Regions from separate parts of the Mus musculus genome. Here region 1 is linked to region 2. The links are chromatin contacts, called in public HiChIP or PLAC-seq maps. All regions are on one chromosome and are shown on one strand. Each heading gives the region's core, a stretch centred on a gene start, on an enhancer-like site or on the middle of the called end of the contact. The rest is flanking DNA. Distances are from core to core; before and after follow the strand shown.

Evidence for each region. HiChIP or PLAC-seq counts read pairs in DNA pulled down with a chosen protein or histone mark.
Region 1: a contact with region 2 is called in a FOXA1 HiChIP or PLAC-seq map of pancreatic cancer cells. The contact joins two enhancer-like sites. A contact is called at or near these places in 3 of 484 Hi-C or Micro-C datasets (the AML12 cell line, megakaryocyte progenitors and nephron progenitors) and 3 of 115 datasets of contacts at active chromatin or transcription factors (differentiating embryonic stem cells, extraembryonic endoderm stem cells and pancreatic cancer cells).

The regions. Positions count from the first base shown.
Region 1 is chr13:97,507,616-97,513,588 of GRCm38.p6, reverse strand. No RefSeq gene overlaps it. Among named protein-coding and RNA genes, the nearest start is that of Gm41030, 17 kb to the left of the region's middle. Within about 2 kb of position 2,033, at least 69 of the 459 cell types and tissues checked have an H3K27ac peak or open chromatin away from gene starts, as enhancers often do. A contact at or near this core is called in pancreatic cancer cells, where this site is marked.
Region 2 is chr13:97,353,374-97,359,633 of GRCm38.p6, reverse strand. No RefSeq gene overlaps it. Among named protein-coding and RNA genes, the nearest start is that of Gm33447, 20 kb to the left of the region's middle. Within about 2 kb of position 2,018, at least 15 of the 459 cell types and tissues checked have an H3K27ac peak or open chromatin away from gene starts, as enhancers often do. A contact at or near this core is called in pancreatic cancer cells, where this site is marked.

The DNA.
Region 1 (5,973 bases), core at 784-3,283, 150 kb before region 2:
GTTCTATCTCTTACTAGCTGTGAGGCCTTAGCAACTGTGATGGTCCATCTTTGTTGTCGGCTTGACTAGATTTGGAGATGCACCTAGAAGATGAGTCTCTGAGTGCATCTGTGGAGGTATTCCATAGAGATTTACCTGAAGAGGATCCCCCTGTATGTGTGCAGCAACATCTTTCGGGCTGGGATTCCCAGACTGAAGAAAAAGTAGGAAGCGAGTGATCTCCTAGCATGCATTTCTCTCTTCTTCCTCATGGTAGATGAGATCTGAGCAGCTGACTCACACACCTCCACTGTGAAGACTGTAGCCCCTCAAACAGTAAGCTAGAACAAACCATGGCTGCCTTAAGTTGCTTTCGTTGGGTCTTTTATTATATCAATGAGAAAAGTCATTTATAGAACAAGTCATTTGGCATGCATGTCAGAATTTGTATCCGTAAATGAGGGGACATGATGTCACCTGTCACATAATATATAAGGATCAAACAATGACATAGAAAAGGTCCCCAGCACAGTGCCTGGCACCAAGAAGGGCTGTAGTAAAGATTCATTATTTATTGCAGAGATACTTAATATGGCACACACCAAAGCCTTTCCTTTGCTCTATCCTGCCATTGAACCCCACAACTCTTCAAGGCAGGCTCTGTGTTTCTAATTCTGCCGAGCCACTTACTTTGTTTCCCTAAGAGAAATCTTTTCTTGTCGGTGGCTATTCCTGTCAGCAATTTTCCATTGAAAAATTGCTCCAGAATGGGTGCTTCCTCAGTGAGAGCTTTCTCCATTAGCTCGACAAAGGGGCAGTGTAGGGGCAGGCCTTGACCCTCCATTACCACGAAATCAACTGTAAAAGTGAGTCATCTCTCTCTCTCTCCACTGGGCCAGGCACGGTGATTAATGAGAGCCCTTGAAGATTAAAACCACTTTCTTGTTTAAGTTTTCAAAATTAAATATCTTGGAAATAGAATCCCAGAGATGGGGTGGTTGTGGGGATGGGGGTAGAAGGAGGAAGAACAAGTTCTTTTTCTAGTTACATTTGTCTTTCAAACCCCAACCCTTTCTGCCAAATTTTGGAGACTTGCCTGATCCTTGCCTCTGCCACATAGCTGTCTTTTTGTTCATTTTCTCCTCAGAAATGGCAATGCGGTTGTCATAGATCTTCAGAAGTTTCCAGGTTACCAAATGGAAGAGTGGAACAATTGGTTGTATTGGTTCAGGCCAGTGGCAGAAGAGAAGAAGTAATATGGGCCCAGGCAGTCATTATTGCTGCCCCTGGCCACAGCATGAGTGTTCAGGGTCTGCTAGCCTAAGTCCATGAACTTTGGAGAAAGCCAAGATCCCTTGGCTAGACTCTTCTTCAGATTCAGCTTCTCAGAGATCAGTGCTACCCCAACTCTTGAACAAAGTGGACAGTACCTATCCTGAAATGAATTTCAAGACCAGCTACTAAGAGTCACCACTCGCCCCAGATGCCATACCAGAGTCAAATCACCTATGTGAACATGGTGGACATTGACCAATCACTCTCTGCTATGATAGGCATGCTATGCTGGCTTCCATTTAGACCTGAGGCCAGAAGCATTTAAAAGCAGGTCTTATTTTTCTCGTTTATGAAAATGAAAAGGCTGAGCACAAGCAAACTTGAAATCTCACAAACGGCTGCACAGCTCGTGTGTGGCAGGACCCTGAAGCCAGGTCTTTGTCTTTGTCCTTACAGAGGATGAAACGAGAAAGAAAGAAATCTCCAAAGCAGGGGAGCGCCGGAAGCAGGGGAGCCCCACAAACAGGACTGCAACCTAGGATCAGGACCTAGTGCTTCCTTAACACCTGGCAAAACACTGTGATTCTCGGATGGCCTCTCCCAGCTCACTTTGACAGATGAGGTCCTCTAGACAAATAAGCCTCTTTATGTCAGGGGCCATGTGCAGTCCTTTCTAATCCCTTGGTGGTGGGTCCTGTCGGTGAGCTTCGAGCATTTGTCCGCCCATGAGATTCTTCTTCCATAAACCAGCCACATCTTCCCTGGTCAGTGAGGAGGCACTCTGTCCTCTTGAAGCTACAGTTTGTCTCCCTCTGCCTGACCATTCTCTTATCAAGCGTAAAATCCGTACAAGTAAACCTAGCTTTGCAAAGAAGAAAGCTTAGGCACAGAGAAACTCACCAGTCTAGGGAGAGAGGCCAGACGATGGCTTTCTGGGAACCCAGCTGTGTGTCTAAGGAGATGCCACTGTCAAGGACTGCTTGGCTGCTCCAGGGCACAGATTCTGCGGTCCTGAAATTCTGTAATGCCGTGCCTTGTGACCTGTTTCCTATGAAGGCTTTCTGCCTCCGAGTAGATTATTAGCTCCCAGGAGTGGAACGGCTGAACAGAAACAATGTCTCACAATAATCTGGTCACATCCTGTCGTACAGGGAACAGGGACTTCAGCATACCACTGTGGGAAGATACAGCTCAACCCAGCACAAAAGCCAAGGACCATGTGACTCATAAGTCAATAAACTCAAGCTCCACAGTGCTAGCAAGGGACAGAGCTCAAGAGCTGTAGCTGCCAGGAGCCCAGCTCAGGGGTACACAGGTGATAGCAGTTCTGCCCACCACTGAGAGTCAGGAGCCATGCTTGGGTCTCCCCTGGCACTGAGCGTAAGCAGCCACCAGCAACTTACCAGCGTTTCCTGGCAATGCCAGGATTGCACAACCATCTCATCAAAGAAAACCCATAAGCTTAGGGGGAGAAAAAAACTAAATAAAGAAAACCACATGCACACATACAAAAAAAAGTAACTGTACGTTGTCTGTGGAGAAACCTCAAAAAATGCCGGGAAGTGCTGAATCAGGAAATTCTGCCCTAATAGCTTTTGTTGGAAACATTTAACGTCTCAGCTTTATCTCCTCTTCTCTCTCAGACAGATCTTCCTCAGAGGAACCCAGGTCCAACAACGCCATCAGCCAGGGCTTTGGGTTCCCAGAAAGCTCGAAGCTGAGCCAAGGCCAACAGACACCCAGAGAGAGGGAGAGAGAGCAGAATAAACACAGAGTCCATTTCCTGCAGCCACCTTTCCTGAATTGAGAGAGAACAATGAATCTCATGTCACACACCAGCATCTTACTGTCCTCTCGTCACCAAAATGAGTACCTGATAGATCATTTCCTTTAGGTAGGGACTACTGAGAAAATACGTCACAAAGTTGATCATCAAACACTGATGGCAGCTCTCCCATCACAGGGCAAGTTCAACAAAATCCTGAACCTCTTAAGGAGAGGGGATGGCTCAGTCAGTAAAGGGCTTGCTGCACAAGCCTGAGGACACAAGTTCAATCCCAGGGAACCTATGTTTTAAGAAAACAAGCTGGGGCAGAGGCAGAGATAGGAGGATCCCTGAGGCTTGTTGGCTAACCAATTTAGCTGAACTGGCAAGCTCCAAGTTCAGTGAGAAACCCTGTTTCCAAAAAATAAGGTAAGAGAAGAAGATATCTAACATCAAATTCTGGCCTATATGCATACATGCATTTCTACTGGCACATGTGCACACAAACACATATACACACATAATAAGTAAGACTGAGCTATTTGGCTATATGTGAGTGGCATGGTAGAATACACCTATAATCACAGTGCTGGGAAGACCGAGGCAGGAAAGCTATGAGTTCAAGATCTACCTGAGCTACAGATGGAGACTCTATGTTTATTTAGAAAGGAGTCGGAGAAGGATTGTATTGTTGGGCCCTCAAATGACAAGAATCGAGTCATTTCAACTGTCCTCACACCTCAATCTTCCACTTGGGGTCTCAGGTCACACCCATGTGGCAGTCTTCCTGTGCCACTTGCTTTCCTGTGAAGGTGTGTTCCCTGTGAGTCCCCACTGTTTCCTCAGTTTGGTGTCTCACCTAAGTGGGATGCTTCCTTACCTGCCAAGTCAGCAGGGAGGAACTGGGGTGGGGAAGTCTACACAAGGAGAGAGAACTGTAGGGAGTGGTTCTGATGCTAAGGTCTTGTTCCCAATTGGTTCTTGATCAATCAATAAAAATACCAGTGACCAATGACTGAGGATGGGGGTGGGATACTTAAGAGTTGAGAAGGAGGAACCAAGGAGAATCAGGAGAACTGGGGAACTCATTGAGTTAGCAAAGACATTTAAGATTAACCAGCGTTTGTGTGTGTGTGTGTGTGTGTGTGTGTGTGTGTGTGTGTGTGTGTGTGTGTGTGCATGCATTTTATCTGGAAATCTAAGGGAATCTGGGTGGGGGCTCATAGCATAGTCCACCAGGAGTTTAAAGCAGGGTAGCAAAAAGTACACACAACAGAAAACCAAAGAAGACATAAGTAATCCAACCTGGTGTGCTCTAACTAGTTGGTGAGCTGTTTACCATGTGTTGTCCCTCAGTCAGAGATGAGAACGGTATTTTCAAGGCACAGCAACAAAAAGCCAAGAACTTAGAGGCACATTCTCTCATCACCATGCTCATGCCCAAAGATGCAACTCCAAAAAGGAGATTCACCAGCTTTCAGGTTGGCACCCAGCGAGCCTTAGTCTGGCAAAGTCCGCCCCTGATTCTTACATTTGATCAATAAGCCGATTGTTCTCAAACTTGCGATGAGAAATAATGTGTTCAGAACAAAAGCAAAGCTGGTGCCAGAGGTGATCTTTGGCCACACAATCGTCATGCTAGAACAAACAATGTATCCATCATCCATAGATGCTGATTTGGAAACAGCGTGTTAATTGACCAAACATGGTGAGGTCATTGGTCCTGGACATAAGAGGAACAGGCTGAGCCAGAAACCTTGGCTCTCTCCAACAGACAAATGTGAGCAGAACGTTTCACTGGAGAGATGACCAAAGAGGCAGGACTCACTTTCATCAAGGAGAGCTACGAACACAGGGTGGGAGCCACCAGCAAAGGGACCATAGCACAGAGGCTGTGCTGCAGGCTTTACTCAGGTGCAAAAGAGTGTCCTTGTGCCTCGTCTGGAATCATTTCTAATGGATTCATTGCCTGGGAAAGAAAGAGGGGTGGGGAGACCTTAGGTGAGCATCTTCTCATGTGCTTCTTCACTGTCTACAACCGTCCCAACTCCTCTCCCTACAGAGAGCGTTGCAAGCAGATGAACAATTCATACCCAAGGACCAGTCATCAAATCAACTCAACATTTCTTTGCAAGGGGTGTTCTGGGCTGATTTAAAGCTAAGGAAGAGGATAGTTAGTTTGGTCCTGGATTCTATTTGAGCACAGACTTTGACAGTGTAACCAACACATGAATGCATCCTATGCCATAATCCATAGATGCTGATTTGGAAACAGCATGCTAATTGACCAAACTTGGTGAGGTCATCATCCCTGGACACAAGAGTGGCAGGAACAGGCTGAGCCAGAAACCTGGACCCTTTCTAATAGACAAACGTGAACAGAAAGTTTCACTGGAGATTCAGCCAAAGAGGTGAGACTGGCCAGAAAGAAGAAAGAAAAAGGAAATCGGTTTATCCTCTTGCCACATGCACTGGGAAAATACCCCTGGATGGTCTCTCTAGTCATTCCATAGCTTTCCAGGATGCTCCAGTGAGTGTACATTTCATTTTGGAAGTCAGCAGGCTTCCTCATATTAAAAGGTATTATTCAAGGGCCGGCAAGATGGTTCAGTGTGCAGTGGGGGGCACATCCGAGATCTATACATTCCATGTATTCCAAACTGCTGCCATGGTAACCACACTCAGGTGTTTAGCTGACACAGTCTACTCTTTGTATATGGACTTCAGAACAGGTCTGAGCAGGCTCCAGAAGAAACCTGGGCATTCTGAGACACCTGAACACTTGCAACGAGATAGGGAAAAAGAGGCAAAGGCCCGGGAAGACGTGTGTTGCTGTTGCCAATTAACCTCTACTCAAATCAACTTGGCGGGGGCAGTGTGTTCCTCACTACCTGTCCCAATATTCTGGGTTCCTGAATGGAAGACAGACAGACAGACAGACAGACAGACAGACA
Region 2 (6,260 bases), core at 769-3,268:
TTCTTTATTCACCACACCAGCTGGACCTCTCCTCACCCAATAGACTTAGCATCACTTGCCGGGAACCCAGGACCAATAAGAAGATAAGGTTATCCCCTGCCTGGTGGGGTGGATCAAGATTTATACGCATTTTGAAGAATAACCCTTGCTAAATGAAGTTAGCATCATCATTATCAACAACCACCACCACCACCACAACAACAAAACCGGATAAAACCTCCCTGGTGGACCCTGCGCTAATAGTGTCAAAGGAAGGGTCAGGAAACAAGCAGAATAGATTTCTTTGTTTTTAAGTCATAGGATCACGGCATTTACCATTACCCCTAGGACTGAGAAAGCAGGTTCATTTACAGCAGCATAAGCCACACCTCAAGAAAATCTCCCCCCTTGTCCGGCTGCAGCGGTTTCTAATCTATGAACCTACCAGGTTCTCGCCATTGTCTTCCTGACCCACCCTCTTATGGCGACTTGGGAAATAGGAAAGGATGTCCCCCAGAGGACACAAGCTCAGTCTAGCACTTGAGTCTAGCACTTGCCCATCCTAAGGCTTGACCTTTCCATCTCCTCACTAGTCACACCAAGTGCAGCCTTTTGTTGTTGTTGTTGTTGTTTGCTGTGTTTGCTTGTTGTGGTCGTTGTTGCTGTGGAAGACTAGCTCAGAGTTCAAGGTCGTTAGCTAAACTAACCTATGCTGTTCTTTGTAATTCAGTTATCTGGACCCAGCAATTTAAAGTGAACCCATTTCCTTTCTAGCCCTTCCCACCCTAACTAGCACACCCCCCACACCACCCCCTCCCCGACCCTCACCCCCATCATGGCCATGTTCCTCCCGGCATGTACATGTACTTTTACTATAAATTCAACCTGAGTGCTTTCTGAGCCTCTTTGGTCACAAAAACCAAGGGTCTTCCTGCTGGACCACAGGCCCACGCCTAGGCCTAGGCTCCTACTTAACCTCTTGACCCCAGGCTGGGGCAATATTCCCCAGACTCTACCATGGAAACTCTGCAGAGGGGAGTTGCCAGGGATTAAAACAGCCCACTGAGCTGCCTCCCACCCTCACACATTCAGCTCTTTCTAACCACCCTCTCTCTATAAACTGTCCTTCTGTCACTGAGCCTTCTTCCCCCAAGAGTACGTTGCCAGCATCCCAGCCAGGGGCAACTGGAACACGGCCCACTCTATTCAAGAGATATCCAGTCTCCCCGCCCCCACGAAGACAAGCACCTGTGTAAATCACACCTACTCTACTGTCCATTTTAGATCCCGAAACATCTACTGATAAATATTTGTGGAAAAGCAAATCCCTGGATTTCCCTCCTGGTCTGACCACATACTAAGACGCATTAGAACTAAGCCCTAACTATGGGCACATCAGTAACTCAAAGAGGCACCTCATAAACACTGCGATCATATTCTCTCATTCCTCTGGTTGCCACAGAGGCCCCTGGCCGCCCATTCTGATTCTTCACTTTTTATGCTTGCCACCGATGTCTCATGGTGGGGATCTTGGGCTGCATACGCCTTTATTCCCTGAAGCACCCACTTCTAGAGACAGCTCCCCCTGGTTAGCCAGATGAGCTTCAGCTCTCAGTGTATAGCAGAAATACCTTCAATGCAGGCTTTGGGATTTTCTATTTGTGGGATCTTGAAAAAAAAAAAAAAAATCTTTGATTACCAACTTGTGATTCTGAGAACTGCTCTTTGAGAAACTGCAAACCTCTGTGTTGAGTACACACTAGGCTTTCAGTGGATTGAGTTATAGATGAAAATACCATCAGAGTGATGTTTAGCACAGACCTATTTTTATACAGCGTGTGCTACGTCGACTCTCAGATGTAGTGACAACCAAGAAAGGCAAGCAATTGTCTAAGAGAGGGGGGAAATCCTGGCATGTGGGGAGGCTCTGATTGTGCACTGATGATAAATTAATTTCTGCCACTCACCACTGACTCTTCTAAGTAGAGCTGTGTGGTGCAGCCCTGTCATTAGCTTCTCTGCTGGAGCTAGTGAAATGTTAACTCGTAGATAGCCTCTCCTTGTGGGGCAGCACATCACTTACCTACTTTCCCACTGTTTAATCTCTGTCCCCAAAGATGAACTTCTCACATTCCTTTAAAATGACCTGGCTCTTTGAAGCACAACCACCCATTGCTAAACGCAGCTGTCCAGCTGAGGGATTTATAAGGACCACCCTAACACTCTCAAAGAGTGAAGGAGCTCGCCTGGGGGTGGAACTCAGTGGCAGAGCCCTTGCCTCATGTGCATGAGGCGCTGTGTTCAATCCCAGCCCTGTAATAATAATAATAATAATAATAATAATGGTGATGATGATGATAATTATCAAAGACTGAAGGAGGCAATATGGAATCACTCCAGAGCTTCCTGGCTACTTCTGATTCCTGACCATAGCATAAACGATAAACACAAGTAGACCTCCCAGGAACACTGCTGTCATTCCAGGTCCCGTAGACAGGCTCTGAGCAGATAAATAACCCTACCCAGAGGCATGACTCACACCTAGAAAAATGTCCGAGTTCGTGAATCTGGTTTTCGTTTAATCCTCCCTACCGCAGATGGACATTGTGAGAGAGACAGTGTCTCTTATTGGCCTGGCTCTCACCCGTTGTGCTTGGCTGGCCCACCAGTGAGGCCCGGGGATCTGTCTTTCTCTGCTTCTCCAGGATTGGGATTACAATAACATGCTACAACACTGGTTCCAAAAATCAAACTTAAGTCCTTGTGCTTGGAAGGTGAGCATTTTCCCAACAGAGCCAGCTCTCCGGGCCCTACTGTAGAACACTCTACAATGGTTCTGATACTTCTAAATATTGCATCACGTTGTAGGTAGAATTAATCTTAATATTGGATTAACTGTGTGAGTCACTGTTGTGAACACTCTACATGCATGAGCTCATTAAAATAGTGCAACGTTCCTGTAAGGTAGCCACCAATTCTTCCCGTTCTGTAAATAAGAACAACGAAGCTAAGAGAAAGGGGCCGCATTGTGCAGGGTACATTTACACAGGGTCAGACTTCCATGTGAGCTTTGCCATCGTGTCTCAGTGTACAGTAATGTAACAGGGCTCTCCATCCCAATGCCCTTCTCAAGAGTCAATGCAGGGTCAAAATTTTTACTATAAACACTGTCAAAGTCTTTGTGAAGGCAGGTTCATTTTACAGGAGTACCATGTTCTACATAGATACTGTGATTAGGTTTTTGAATAGAACCATGATAGTAAGTGATATTCAGCATCCTTAGTCCAGGAACATCAATTACCACACGGGACTATTATACAGCCCCAAACACTGACAACTGTCTCCTGGGGACAGACATGGCATGGAATCCTTTGGAGAGATGAATACTGAGTTTTCACTTTAGTCACATGTAAGCCACATAATTTGGTAAACAACCTTCTAACGATGGGAAAGAGCAGGGTTCAGCTTAGCCATAGCTTGACAGGAACACAGGGAAGGTAAGGACCTGCAGTAGTTACATTCACCAGGCACATGAGTGACGGTAGTACTGGGCATTTTAAGTTCGGAGCAAAGACCACAAGCTCTCGTGGCTTGGAATCTGGTGGCAGCTGCAATTTATCAGCCTCTCCAAGCTTCCATCACACAAAGAGGTGGGGCCAACATTCCTCCCTCACACAAAGATGAAAAGAAATAGCTGAAAAGATTGCTGAACACAGGGAAGGTGGCTGTCGGAGTCCTTCTTGTCCGCAGCATTGAACCAAAAGTCAAAGTGAGTTTCAGTCCTGCCTTGCTATGTGACCTTGATCTCTTCCCATCTCTGGACCTCCAGTTTCTTGCTTGTAAGAACAAACATAACCAAACTGACTTTTAGGAAACTTGTCATCTCATACTACGAGGTAGGTGTTGGGAGCAGGTGGTGAGGACCTGATGCGGATGGGCCTGGTGCTGTTTGTATGTTGATGCTAATTCCACTCACCTGGGAGGGATTGCAGACAAGGAGTGAGTCACTGTACTCAGGTGACTTCTAGTGAACCAATTCCCTAATGAATAAAGGAGCCAATCACTGGGTGAGTAGGCGGGACTTCCGGGTTGAATGGAGGAAGAGAGGAAGCAGAAGAGAGTTAGGTCCTTTTGGACGGGGATAGCATGAGGACAAGATGTAGCTATGAGTGTCTCCGGATGATTTAGATTTAATAAGGCTTACAAGATTAGGATTTTAATTGTTGTGCCCAGTGATTAAGTTATTATTGTTTCTGAACTAAGTTTGTGTTGTGTTTTCCTTCACATAGTGGCTCATCTGGGTTCAAGAGAGAAAGGTACAGCGGCAAAGCGTGGGTTTGCCTGATGTGCACCACAAAGGCCATGGGAGATTTGAAGCACAGGGTTGGCGTCGTAGCAACCTGCCTGTAGGAACTGAGTGAGCTGGGTGGAGAGATCTTGGAGCACTGAGTCAGAGTCTCCATGAGATAAAAACAGGTCAGCCATTTTCCTCAAGTGTGTGGCCGACCAGCCCGCGGGGTCAGAGAGTAGCAGGGTGCAACATGGGAATGTGATGGTTCTTTTTTTAATATTTCCCACAACAAGGACCAGGAACCTGTGTAAAAAGGCAAAAACATGGGAAAGCAAAAGGCCATCGTGGGCAGACACGATCCAGGTCACTTGGCTGCAGCAATCTCAAAGAACACTCTCCTGGAATAACTACAGGCAGTTTCCTCCCCAGTGAAGACAGAAGCCTGAGTCTACCTTCCCTTGCCTGAATCAACTCCTGCCCAGGTCCCACATCCTCACCCGGGTATCCACTCTCCTCCAGGCTTCTTTACTTTCTTTCAGAAAGTACCTCTTTCTCCTCTACATTGCCCGCCTCCCCTTAGCACAGCCAGTGCCCTCTGAGGATACTGAAAGGGTTAAGTGCTGTAAAATGCTTTACTCGGTGGTGGACACGGTGAGCACACTAAGGTTGTCACTTTCTGAGAAGCTGCCCTGCCCACACAAGAGGTTTTCACAAGCTCTTTCCTTGTTTAGATATGGTTAACAAATCAGAGAGGCTCAGGGCCACGGGGCTCAGGAATGTGTCTCTGTTCTAGTCCAGTCCCCAAATGCAGTAAATTCATTAATGCCATAATATGACAGTTACTGATGCATTTCTCTCAGCAACATCCTCCACAACCGTGGTGGCTGCACCAGGCCGAGGGCAGCCGCCATTGCAGGAGGACACCTCACAGTCTGGCATCGTGTGATTGTAGCCAACCACGGCCTCTGTGCAGGCACTCACCAACTTCTTCTAGTTTGTCCATAAGGGGAAGAGTCTGAGATGGCGAGGTATGGAGGGCAGAGAAGAGCAAGGCCCCACTCACTGCAGATCGTTGAGGGCAAACAGCAGCATAGCCCTGGGCCAGGCAAGGCTTCTGCTGCAGGAAAAGGGGCAGCCACTCAAACCTCTGACTCTGCGCTGGTCAGGAGATATCTCGCCATGCAGGCAGTTGTGTCTGTCTTGTTGGAGGGGAAGGCAGTGTGTGCTGAAGAGGTGAGATGGTTTATCCAGCAATCCAGAGTTAGGGAGAAAGATCTTCAGACCCAAGCCCTGCACCTCCACTCAGAGCACCCTTCCCAGTCTCCCTGTACTAGCCCAGTCTCTGTGGCAAACACAGGGAACATGCACTCAGGGCTTCAGGTTCCTGACGTATGAAGAAAGGCAGGCTGGGAGCAGGTGCTTTACTGAGTACTGCGTCTACTTCCTTTCTAAAGAGAAACACTACCTGTGAGCACACTGCCTTGTGTTCCTTAGGTCCTCCATTTTCAGAGGAAAATGCTAAGCAAGCCTGTTTGAGGGTGACGGATCATTGTCCTCTGTGGTCTCTTGTCAAGAATTGCCTGGTGTGAGGAAGAGGAGCGGGCAACAAGGAGGAAGTTGAACCAACAGCACTTCCCATGTCCCATGTCCCATGTGCTGCACAGCCACGACTTCATTTCGTCCTTGCAACTCTATGAGGGAGATGTTCGTAACCTCCATTGGACAGATGACGATATGGGGACACAGGCAAGTGGTTTGATCGGGTGTACCTGATTACACGTGAAATTTTGGCAGGCTACTTAACACTCCAACTGGCACTCATATTTACTTACACAGCCCATTTCTAGGAGCTTCTGTATTCATCATCAGCAAAAGAAACTGACTAAACTGACTTTAACCTCCAAGAGCAAAACATGGATGACAAATTTGCAACCCACTCTCTCGTTGCCCAGTGACTGCTTCACAAGTGGCTCCCGGAGAAACCCTTTTT